Regions from separate parts of the Mus musculus genome. Here regions 1 and 2 are each linked to region 3. A link is a contact called in public Hi-C and capture Hi-C data. All regions are on one chromosome and are shown on one strand. The core of a region is the stretch at or near the end of the contact, and the rest is flanking DNA. Distances in the headings are between cores, read along the strand shown. Region 1 holds the start of Nefh (neurofilament, heavy polypeptide). Region 2 overlaps Nf2 (neurofibromin 2). Region 3 holds the start of Lif (leukemia inhibitory factor).

What was found. Hi-C and Micro-C count contacts between places; a contact is called where the count stands out from the background. Capture Hi-C pulls out chosen DNA fragments and counts their contacts.
Region 1: a contact with region 3 is called in a capture Hi-C map of macrophages, with 5 times the contacts expected there. The contact joins the promoter of Nefh here to the promoter of Lif in region 3. A contact is called at or near these places in 1 of 15 datasets of contacts at CTCF or cohesin (embryonic stem cells), 5 of 115 datasets of contacts at active chromatin or transcription factors (astrocytes, embryonic stem cells and stem cell-derived neural progenitor cells) and 2 of 9 other capture datasets (adipose tissue and macrophages).
Region 2: a Hi-C map of bone marrow-derived macrophages shows a contact between it and region 3, with 17 read pairs. The contact joins the enhancer-like site here to the promoter of Lif in region 3. A contact is called at or near these places in 3 of 39 promoter capture datasets (the C10 cell line, the SN4741 cell line and hippocampal neurons), 2 of 15 datasets of contacts at CTCF or cohesin (embryonic stem cells and large pre-B cells), 26 of 484 Hi-C or Micro-C datasets (CD4 T cells, the CH12 cell line, the G1E-ER4 cell line and 20 more), 12 of 115 datasets of contacts at active chromatin or transcription factors (Th17 cells, astrocytes, bone marrow-derived macrophages and 6 more) and 2 of 9 other capture datasets (adipose tissue and embryonic stem cells).

Annotation. Positions count from the first base shown.
Region 1 is chr11:4,946,707-4,950,536 of GRCm38.p6, forward strand. Nefh (neurofilament, heavy polypeptide) reads right to left here and starts at 1,358. Exons shown (of 4, transcript NM_010904.3): 1 at 352-1,358. The coding sequence starts at 1,228. It also overlaps a transcript of Ap1b1 not described here.
Region 2 is chr11:4,812,936-4,816,747 of GRCm38.p6, forward strand. It overlaps Nf2 (neurofibromin 2), which reads right to left. Exons shown (of 17, transcript NM_001252250.1): 4 at 3,147-3,230. Among named protein-coding and RNA genes, the nearest start is that of Nf2, 35 kb to the right of the region's middle. Within about 2 kb of position 2,361, at least 22 of the 459 cell types and tissues checked have an H3K27ac peak or open chromatin away from gene starts, as enhancers often do. A contact at or near this core is called in the N1E-115 cell line, bone marrow-derived macrophages and hippocampal neurons, where this site is marked.
Region 3 is chr11:4,256,303-4,259,836 of GRCm38.p6, forward strand. It overlaps Lif (leukemia inhibitory factor), which reads left to right and starts at 1,266. Exons shown (of 4, transcript NM_008501.2): 1 at 1,266-1,386.

The sequences.
Region 1 (3,830 bases), core at 108-2,607, 690 kb after region 3:
CAGAGTTGGCATGGCAAGCGGCTGCTGGATACCTGATACGCTGGGTCCAGACGGGGCTTGCTCCATTTCAGATGGGAGATCAGTCTGAATCTGGGGTCTAACAGTGTGTGGGGCACAGGGGTTGGCCCCGGTGTTTAATTACAGACATAAAAAATGTGGAGGGTGGTTTCCTTTTTCTAAAGGAAAATCCAGAGTTGGGGCGCCCCAAGGGAGGGTCTGGGTAAAACCGCTACTTTGTCAGGTGGCATGCACCTCGCAGCGGGTCTAGCTACTTCTGAGAGGAGTCCTCTCGGGCTGCTCACTGCTCCGCCAGGAGGGGGCGACCCCTTCCCACCCCGCGCTCCCGCGCACCTCGGAACCACTCCTCGGACTGCAGCGTGCTCTGCACCGCGTGGCCTTCGAGCTGCGCGCGGATCTCCCGCAGCGCCGACGTCACGTCGCACTTGAGGGCGTCGCGAGCCTCGGCCTGAGCCTGCGCCTGCGCGGCCCCGCAGCCCTGGATCTGACCGAGCAGCTCGCCCACCTCCTCCTGGTGGTGGCGCCGCAGGTAGCCGCACTCCTCCTGCAGCGCCTGCGCCTTCTTCTGCAGCTCCACGCGCGCCGCTTCCGCCTCCTGCGCGAAGCGCGCCAGGGCGCGCGCCGCCGCCTCCGCCTCCTCACGCTGCCGGGCCTCCTCGTCCAGCCGCTGGCGGACGTGAGCGATGTCCTCCAGCAGGTGCTCCTGCTCCAGGCGCAGCTGCCCGCGCGCCGCCCCGAGGCGCAGCACGGCGCCGCGCATCTCGCGCACCTCGCGCTCGTACAGCTCGCCCATGGCGGCGCGGCCGGCTTGCTGCTGCCGCAGCGCCGCCGCCTCGCCCTCCAGGCTGCGGTTGTGCGCCTCGAGCTGCCTCACCTTGTCGATGTAGCCCGCGAAGCGGTCGTTCAGAGCCTGCAGCTGCTCCTTCTCGCTGCGCGCCGCCACCGCCGCCACCACGCAGCCCTCTGGGCCGTTGCTTAGGGTGTCTAGCGAGTCGGTGCTCGAGGCGGCGCCGCGGAAGCGGCTGGGTGAGGCGGACACGGAGCTCACGGACGTCCGCGCCCACGAGTGGAAGCCGCTGGAGGAGCCGGCCGCGGAGCGCGTGCCGCCCGGGCCTGCCTTGCGGCTCAGCGAGTAGTGCAGGCTGCCGCCTCCGTGCAGCGGCGCGAACGGGGCGCCCAGCAGCGCATCGGCGCTGCCGAAGCTCATCATGGCCGGAGCAGGTGCGGCCGCCAGCGGAGCGGGAGTGCGGGGCTGGGACGGGGCAGGCAGCACTGCGGCAGCTCTGGGACTCCGGCTCTTTTATATCCGCGGTGGCCCGGTCCGGCCCCTCGGCAGTGGGGGGCTGGGGAGGAGGGCCCCACCCTCTCCACCTCCTCCCCCGCGGCCCCGGGCCGACCGGCTTCTCCGCAGTGAGAGGGGCGGGGCTGGGGGGGACGACCCAGGAGTGAAGGGGAATCGACGCATCGTCAGTAGAGCCTCCCGAGGTCAGACCAAGGAGTAAAGGACTTCCGGAGCGGACAAGTGCAGACCTCCAGGTGCATGTCGGAAGACCCTATTAGTCAGAATAAGACCCTCAGAATAAGAGAGGGCACTGGAAATAGGGAGAGGATTGCAGAACTGATGGGTCAGGGCGCCTTCGGGTTGAAGCAGTGGGAGACTGCAGTGATTACTATGAGAGGACACCCCCACTTGAGAAGCAGCACAGGGTTGGTTCCCTGATAGTTAGAGAGGACCTTGAGATGAGGAGTGCAGACTGCAGTCACCCACGAAGGGATTCTGTATGGGGTTGCATGATGGATGCTACTGATGATAAATGGGGACCTTCTAGCTGGCGGTGCAGTGTTCCCCAGATACTACAGCGGCCCTGGGCCACCCAAAGGGGCTTAAGGAACTGTACAGCTGGCTTCGGGGTTGGGGTTGGGGTGGGCGTGGAGTTTGAAAGGACCGCAAAGCTACCCTGAGAAGGAGAACACTGCAGACGGAGAAAGGGAGCGCTGGGTGAGAGGAACGTGGTGCTCTCTAAAAATTCCAGTGGCCACGACTGGAAAGTGGAGTCTCCTCTTGCCCGGAAAGGAAAACTGCCTACGAAGAACAGGGGGTCCCTCAGTAGGCAGCAAGAGCCTCAACACCGAAGCCAAGTTCTGCCACAGGGTGGGGTTAGCTTCTGTGCTTCGCTAGCTGAATGACCTTGTACAAATTGTGTTCTCCTATGTTTGGTTTTCCCTTGTGTGCAAGAGACAAGATGCAGCTCCAAGCTCCCATGTGCCCCTAGGAGGTTCGAACTTGGGAAATGTCTGGCTGATTTTGGGGAGGAGAACCCACATATTGCCAGTCGGAATAGTAACCAGTTCCTCTCACCTGAGAACTTTGTCTTTCTCCCTTCCTTGCCCGATTTTTCTGCTTTATCTTGGCATCTCATTCCTTTTCCAGAATAGATGAACCAGTACTGCCGTAAGCATCCCCTTTCATGCTCCGAGGAAGTGGTGGAGTGGTTTTTCAGTACCAAAGTCCACCGACCTCCATCATGAGCCCTACTGAGGCTTCAGGTGAAAGGGCGGGGACGGCGGAGGGGCTTAGACTTGGAGCTCTTGCTTTATTATACGGCTCGTTCTTGGTTTGGTTTTCCGGTCAAAAGCGGTGTTAGTGGACGGAGCCGCCCGTGCCGCTATCGCTTCAGCACCACGGACAGCAGCCGCTCCTCGGATGGGAAGGGTTAAATCTATGCCTAACGGAGTAGGGAGGTTCCATAGCTTTTCCAAGCAGTCCCTCTGTGCGGTACAGGGGAGGATTGGATGAGTCATATGACGGGCTCGAAACGACCTACGGTTGTATGTAAGTGACCCACCCCTGCATGTCCTGTCCAGTGCCTGGCTCTCTGTGAAGTTCTTTCTCCCTGCAAACCTCTTCCCGGAGCAGAGAGAGCCCCACTCCAATGCCCACTGACAAGCTCTGGAAACCAGTATAGACTTCTTCAGATCAGAACTTCTCCCAGGCAGTTACCTCAAGCCTCACTGCACCCCAGTTTGCTGTGGTTTTCTCTTTTGGAGGGATCCCTAGGAGGAGAACTGATAGATTCCCTAAAAGAGATCCCTTTCCTGTCCTGTGTCTCATTCCCAGCCCCTGGCTGCAGGCCAGGAGAGTGCACTAGGGAGGAGGGGGAGGAGACTCTAGTTTTTCATGATGGAGCAGAACATGATGAAGCATTTTCCCAATTTAAAGGTCCAGTCATGCTGCTCTTTGCAGGGGTCAGAAAGGCTGGGAGGCACTGCAGATGCCATGGGGAGGGGACTGGGATGCAGACCTCTACCCCCTTACGCCCACATGGCTTCCCCATTTATCTCCCATACTGCTTGGATTTTTGTTATTAGATTCTTGTTCCTTCGAGTCTCTTCAGTTGTCTGCAGAATGCACATGCCCTTCTTGGGGGTGAGAAGTCTGACAAGCAGTTGACAGCACACATGAATGATAGGAGTGGGGTGTGTGTGAAGGTAAAAGGTGTGGCTTTTGTGGCTGTAAGGTTGTCATGAATGCTGAGACCCTGGTCAGTCCTTCAGCCTCACCTTCCCTTCACCCTGAGCCTTGTCCCCTCCTGGGGTTCTGTGGTCCTTGCCCGCATGCTGCTTCCCAGTTTGTCATTGTGAGTGGATAGATGGATGAATTCTAATCAGCTCTCTAGCAAAACGTATGGCCCAGAGAGAGCTGAGAATGATTCTTTTTGCTGTGCAGTGGTAGCGCACGCCTTTAATCCCAGCATTCAGGAGGCAGAGGCAGGCAGGCAGATCTCTGTGAATCTGAAGTCAGCCTCACTCAG
Region 2 (3,812 bases), core at 1,111-3,610, 560 kb after region 3:
GTTTTGTTTTGTTTTAAGACAGGGTCCGTTTGTGTAGTCCTGGCTCTCCCAGAACTGGGTAAGTGGATCAGGCTGGCCTTAGAATTCCAAGAGTTGACTCCTATCTCTGTTTCCCAAGTGGTAGGAGTAAAGACATGCACCACAATGCCTGGCCAGATTCCTTTGTTTTTAGTTTTATGTGTATGTGTGAGCCTTTGAGAGTGAGTATATGTGTGCCACATGTATACAGGAACCCTTCCTCGGAGATCACAAAAAGGCACTGGATCCTTCAGAACTGGGGTTGTGAGCTGTAGCTGCTGAAAAGCAGACAGGCCCGATTTAAGAACAGTGAGCATTCTCCACTGCTGAGCCGCCTCTCCAACTCTAACTTCCACTATTCTCTTCTTCTTTCTGAATGTTAAGAGTCCACAGGCAGCAGCAAAATTCATAAATACTATCCTATTCTCTCCTAGTAATTTTCAGTACAAACATACTTCAGAAAGAAAGGAAAACACATTTGAAACACTAAATTGTCTATATAAGATCCAACAGGTAGCTTAAAAATTGCAAGAATGTCTCACTTGTCATGTGATAGGTCCATTCTTTTGATTCTAGCATAACTCAAACTTGAATCAAGAAATGTGGTTCTTGTTAACTGAACCATGTGATTAAATTTATTTGTATTTATACCTTGAAGTTAATGGTTTCTTTATGGTTTGAAGTTAAGTGTATCTACATCATTCCAACAGCTGAAATACTGTAACGAATGCCATTTGCACATAATTACATTCCATGTGTTAATGAGTTCGATTCCATTTTCCCTCCATATTTCTATAGAGTTTCTGTTTTAGGTTGGAAAGTAAAATCCTGCCAGGTATGGTGGCGCACGCCTTTAGTCCCAGCACTTGGGAGGCAGAGGCAGGCGGATTTCTGAGTTCGAAGCCAGCCTGGTCTACAGAGTGAGTTCCAGGACAGCCAGGGCTATACAGAGAAACCCTGTCTTGAAAAAACCAAAGAATAAAGATTGGAAAGAAAATAAACTGTATATAAGGAGATTGTGGCTTACTGAAAACGTTCAGATAAAGTTGTTTTCTCTTGTAAACAAAATTAGAACTTAGTGAAATTTAATGCCTGACCCCCACATACCTCACTAGACAGTGAGGGGCAGAACAAAGTGCAGCATCAGGCAGCCCAGACACCTAGGTTTCCAGCCTGGTTCTACCCCTCCTTCCCAGTCGGCTTCACTCGTCATCAAGAGGCAGGTAACTATATGGTAAAGCACTTGCCTCACATGTGGCTATGGGTTCAAGTCCCCGGCCATGAAAACAAAAACAAACAAAAAGTCGTCTGTGCATTCCATAAGTATAAAAATAATGTAAAAGATCTGTGACTGGAAAAAAAAATCAGTCATCTCTTCTAACCTTGAATCCTGTCACCAGGAAAGCAAGCTTGTACAAGTCTTGGCTTCCATTAATTCATGGAGTATCTTCTGGAATAGTCTGTTGGACTCTTTGTTAAACAAAGAGGTAGCCGACCCTAAATATTCTCTTACTATTAAGCAGAGTAGTCCAAGAGAAACTGTTGACATAGCTATAGTAAGCCCTGGTTCCCCTAAAGCAAACAGGGTCTTCCTTTCCAGCCCTTGATGGTCTGGAGCATAGTCTTAAAGGTGTACACCACCACACCACGCTCGGATACAGACTCGAGATAAAGGCTAGAGAGTACCTTTATTTGTAAGATTCCTAAATTTGACACCGGAAAAAACAGTTAGAGCACCCGCCTCCATATGAACCACATATGTTGTCTGTGAATCACTTTCATCTCTAACTTGGCTTTCCTACAGTGAGATCTGTTCAAGGGAACATCTGCTGGGTCCTGAAAAATGATGCAGACCCTTCTGCCCCCACACAGGTGGCCTTTGAATTTGTGACCCAAAACCTTTGAGACTGAGATAGTCCCCTTGAGGGTTTGCGTCAGACAGGAGAAAGCATGCAGGAAGGGTCAGCTCTGGGGCACATCCACAGAGCTAAGGAAAGTGGTGACGGCTGCTGTGTCCCCACCAAGACTGAAAGGGTGCCTCTCTCCTCTTACCAATGCTCTCCATCAAAGCACAAAAGGAGCATCTGCTTTACTTGAACCACAGCCCATTTCTGCTTTCTCAACCACTCCTTTTTCAAGGAAGGCATAAAGAAAGTACAACTCTAAAGCCATAGATCCTGTCTCCAGCTTTACCTGTGAAGGTACCAATGACCTTGGAGAATCACTGAGGGCAGAAGTTGCTCTAGTGCCTGCATCTGACAGTTAACAAGCCCCATGTTCCATCCTTGTGACTACTCAGCAGACACTAATGAGTCATCAAATGATTAAACTCACTGTGCTTCTACTGGCCTGACCAGCATACACATTTCAAAACTCATTTCCCAACCCAAATGACAAGCAAGCCATTCCTAGCTTTGATCTGAAGTTGCATTAAAAATGTGATTGAGGTAGGAAATCCAAGGGTCATGGAACACTCTGGCTGAAACTCAACCTGAACTTAAAGATGGGATGAAAACCCAATACTCAAAGATGTTCCTCTCCAACTACCCCTGGTCCACTGTCTATGCAAAAAGGAATGATTTTAGGCTAATGAGACAGCGTCACTGGGTCAGACAGGCTCAGCAGACCCAGCTCCTGCAGTATCTAGCCACATGCACAAAATATGCCCACCAGAGCCTCACCAGGAGTGTGGTTTCTAAGAATGCAGTCTCTGGAAAGATGAGTTTGGATGGAGGATCTGGGTCTTGCTGACCTAAAGGCCTCATTTGATCATAATTAGAGACCATAAATTCACTTCTCCTGACTAATAAAATGAAGCTGATGTGATGAATTTAATGAGCCACATGTGCATAATGAGATTACACAGAAAATTCATCTTTTTAAATGAATTCACTTAGAATGAATTGTAAGTCATTAGAATGATATGCTTGTCACATAGTACACAACACATGCACATATACAAAATATACAGACGTTGAGGAAGCAACAATAGATGTCCAAACCTTATGACATCTCATTTTTGGGGGCAAGTTGTTCTGAAGTCCCTAAAATTCAAAGAAATGGAAGACCATAGCCATCCTGTGGAGTTAATGTTGAAGAAGGGCACATTTCCCTTTCTTTGCACCCACCTTGGCCTGGACAGCATATGACGCCAAGAGCACGGACGCCTCGGGAGGGCAGTAGACCTTTTCATCCAAAATCTGCTTCTTCACCTGAAAGGGGGAATGAGGGAGACAGGCAATGGCATGTGTGGACGACAACAGATGGCTGCAGAGAATTCTAAATGAGGGCTTTAGCCTAAATGAACAAAGCAGCCTGTTAGTGAGTTTCCGACAAAGGGAACTTTTTAAAAAACTGTTGCAGACCAGTTGCTAGTTCAGCCACTAAGAAGCTATCGGTAAGACAGCTGCGTCTTTTTGCATTAAGATCTGCTTGCCCAGCCGTCTAGTGCACACCTTTCATCCCAGCACTGAGGAGGCAGAGGCAGGTGGATCTTTGAGTTGAGGTGAGTTCCAGGACAGCCAGGATCACACAAAGAAACACTGTCTCGAAAAACCATCCAACCAACAACAAAGTCCTCCTCCCACCGCCAAGAAAAAGATGTGTTTGATTACAGCAGAGACTGACAAGGTGGCGGCATGACAAGAGCTGCGGGTTGCTGCACTTTCTGTCTCAGTGTTGGCCTGTGGCGCACTTCCCAGGACTGCAGGAGATAAAGTGTACTTTCAAATCTTTATATAAGACAAAAGTCACCAAGGCCACTGAATTATGACTGTAGAAAAAAGTCACCACTT
Region 3 (3,534 bases), core at 16-2,515:
GCCTTGAACACAGAGATCCACCTACCTGCCTCTGCTTCCTGAGTGCTGGGATTAAAGGTGTGCGCCACCGCCCAGCCCCAGTTTTAAAATGACTTTATGTGTGCAGTGTTTCACCTGGTCCTGGTGTCCTGGGCCCTACAGAGGTTAAAGGGGAGTACTGTTCACCAAGACATTTCTGCACTCCACCCCTTCATCCCAACTTTAGCGTGATTATTTTTCTCTTCAGTGAGAGACGAAGACCTTACAGGTGAAAAGATTGTGACCTCTGCCCTTATCTTACTCATAGGCCAAGCCTCAGTTTTGCCTCTGCACTGTGTGTTGTTGGAGCCCACTTCCCTAAAACAGGGTTTCCTGGGAAAAGTGTAGGACTAATATTGCTCTAGGCAGGTTTGAAAACTGTCAACAGTCCCTCCTTCTCTCCCTCTCTTTATACTTTACTCTCCTCCCCCCTTTCCCTTCCCTCCCTCCCTCCCTTCCTCCCTTCCTCCCTCTCTCCTTCTCTCAGTCCCTTCCTTAATCCCTTCTTGATTGCTTTTTTTTCTTTTTTCTTTTCTGTATCTCTCCTCTCTTAGTCCCTGTCCCCAACCATCTTCTGGCCGTCCATGGCAAGCCTGCCCAGGCAGTCTACAGAACTCCTTGTAGCACCAAGAAAAAGGTCACAGTCCACAGAGAATCAAGAGGCCCTCAGCAGCACAGGCAACAAAGTTCCTTGCTTCCCGGAGTATTCCCAAGGGCAGGGCTTGTCCAGGGAGGGACGAAGGTCCCACAGCAGGTGGGGCCCTGAAGCCTGGGGCTGATTGCAGATCAGAAGGGCCAGGTAGCTCCCCGGGTTATGAGGTGGGGGCTGGGACAGGGGCAGCTATAGGCCTGTGGCTCTTGGGACAGAGACAGAGGATGGTAGCTGTGCACACAGCCTGTGGCAGGTCTGAGTCAAAACACCTAAGGTTGACCCCAGCTGGTCATGAGGAGAGCTGCCCAGTCATTGCCTTATGCTGGCTTGGGTCACCCAGACAGGCTAGGCGCGGCCCAGTCAGCTGTGACTCAGGCCATAGTGGCTTTGCCACGCAGCCCAGGGGCATCAAGTACAGGGACGCCCCCTCCCCACACCCAGCCCTGCTTCTCCTTCTAACAACACCTTTCCCACCACCGTGTCAGGCTCCATCTGTGGTGTGGGTGCTCTACCTCTCTGGTCCTCAGCTTGGGGGTGGGGTGGAAGTGGGGGGAGCCTCAGGCCACCAACTTCAGACGGAAGTCAGGTGGGGGGCAGGGTGAGGAGCCAACGCCAGAGGAGCCTCAGGAGGAGAGGGAAGCAGAGGGGCCCAACAACGATGGTGTCACCCTGAAGACTGGACAACTGTGCAGACTGTGGAGGGCTGCGAGACCACGGTAGGATTCCCTTGAGGGGGCAGGGCGGAGGGGCACTGCTGCACCCCACACTTATCCCCAGGAGGGTAGATGGTCCATCAGTTGCTCCCCTGTGGATCAGGGGCACCTGCTGGCCCACACAACCCTCCAGCATTCGCTCTCCCTGTCTGTAATGGATGCATTGTAAGTCAGGCTTGGAAGTCTCTCTTGGAGGATGGCCAAGCAAAGCTGGAGAGACCAGCTGTGGAAGTGTCCCGTGGGTTAAAGTTCACAGGATGGGTAAAGGGCAGTGGAGAGAGCACATGGATTCCAGGCTTGCATTGTGCCATCGTGGTAGGGTCAGCCTGATTCTAAAGGCAGTCATGATTTCTGCATCCCCAGGGGACTCAAATCCCTTTTCTTTTTCTAGAGTTCTGAGCTTGCAGAGGCCTCATTTACCCTCCGGTAGATGGAGCAGTGGAGGGCCGTCCCTGTCCATTCAAAATGGGCTGCAGCAGTCCACGGGGACCATCATGGGTGCTCTGGGGAACTTGATCAGCCAAGGTCATTACTCCTCTGCCTTTGACCTTGGGCCAGATCGGAGCTTGGCCGGTCTTCGTCCCCCCCGCATCCGAGCTCCAGGACAGTGACAAAGAGAGAAAAACAAAAACCAAGTCTGTGCAAGAGCCCCCTGCGTTGGGTGCTTGGCATCCAAAATTCCAAGAGGCTCTTACCTCTAATTTGTCAGTGTTCCTCCAAACCTGCTAGGGGGCTGACAAAAGGAGGGGACATTGTTCCCAGGATCCTGTCCATGTCATGCCATGCCGGGACAGGACAGTAAGGGGAGCCTGGGACTAGTCTGTACAACCAAGTGGTTTAGTTTGCTTTGATTCTTGCCTCTTGCTGTGTGAATTTGGGCAGTTCATTTTCCTTCTCTGGGTCACCGTGGCCCCCTGCGAAGTTGACAGTCTGATCCCCACCTGGAAGAACTGTCAGGACAAGGTGGGAGCAGGTAGCAGGACCAGGAAAAGGCCACTGCCCCCTCCCCCAGAGCCATGGCAAGGCTGTGCCCCATTGACCACTGAATGTGGTTCTGGCACCTCCTTGTGGCCAGTCTTTTGGGCTACACCTTGCAGATATTAGGACAAAGCTCTGGAAGCCCCCAAGAGGAGCCTTCTTCCCTTGTGTTGGTGAATGGCCTCTGCCCACCCCCATCCTGCACCCCAGACACCCACTCACTTCCTCAAATCCAGTTATCCAGCCCCACCCACCTACTGGTACGGACTGAACAGGCGAGCTGGCGAGCCGACTGTACTTGCTGATTCTGGGCAGCAGGTGGCGCTGCTGACCAGGGCTTGGAGCTGCTAAGCGTTTACAGGGCAAAGAACCCTAAGTTCAGGTTTCAAGGTTATAGAGGGAGCCCATCCACACCCCCGGCGTCAATGACTGGATCTAATCAAGGCAGTAGGATCTCAGGGAGCGAGTCCTCTCTGGAATCTTCACAAGCAAACTAGTTTGGAAGTCTTGGAACCCAGGACAAGCACCAGGGCATATATTATCAAGGATGGCCCACTGACTTGTTGTGTGGCTTTGGCAAAGTGGCATGCTTTCTCTGGGTCTCACCTTTGCAGCTGTACCAGATAAAGATGTCTATAATAAAGGTGTATCTTGTGGCTTTGCCAACTTAAGATTGACGATCCTGTTATCAATTTTGCACACGTCGTAGCTGAGGTTTAAATGATGACGCCACCTGCCTGAGGTGGCGCACCTTGTAAATGACAACTAAATCTGAGTCTAAGGTCTGACAGACTCCAGGGTCCACGGCCCCTCTGTTCCAGCTAACAGAGTCGCACCCTGCTTGGAAAGACAGGCAAGGACTCTGTGTGGTGGTGGGGGGTGCTAAGATGACTGTTACAGAGAACCATCTTCCCTCTAAGATAGTCTTCCCTCTCAGCCTGCAGGTCCAAGTCTTCGCAGAGGAGATGCCACAGCTGAGGGGTGACATGAGGGTTGGGCACAGGTCTCACCTGGAAAGGCAGGGAACAGAAGCAGGATCCAGGGGTCAGGTGGGGTGAGGTTAGCTGGGCAGGAGATCAGAGTGGATTTTGTCACGGAGCCCTGTGGCTGATAAGCACTGGCTACCTGGAGCACTTAGGCAGCGAGGGTTGCTCCCCTGGGATGACTGGCCCC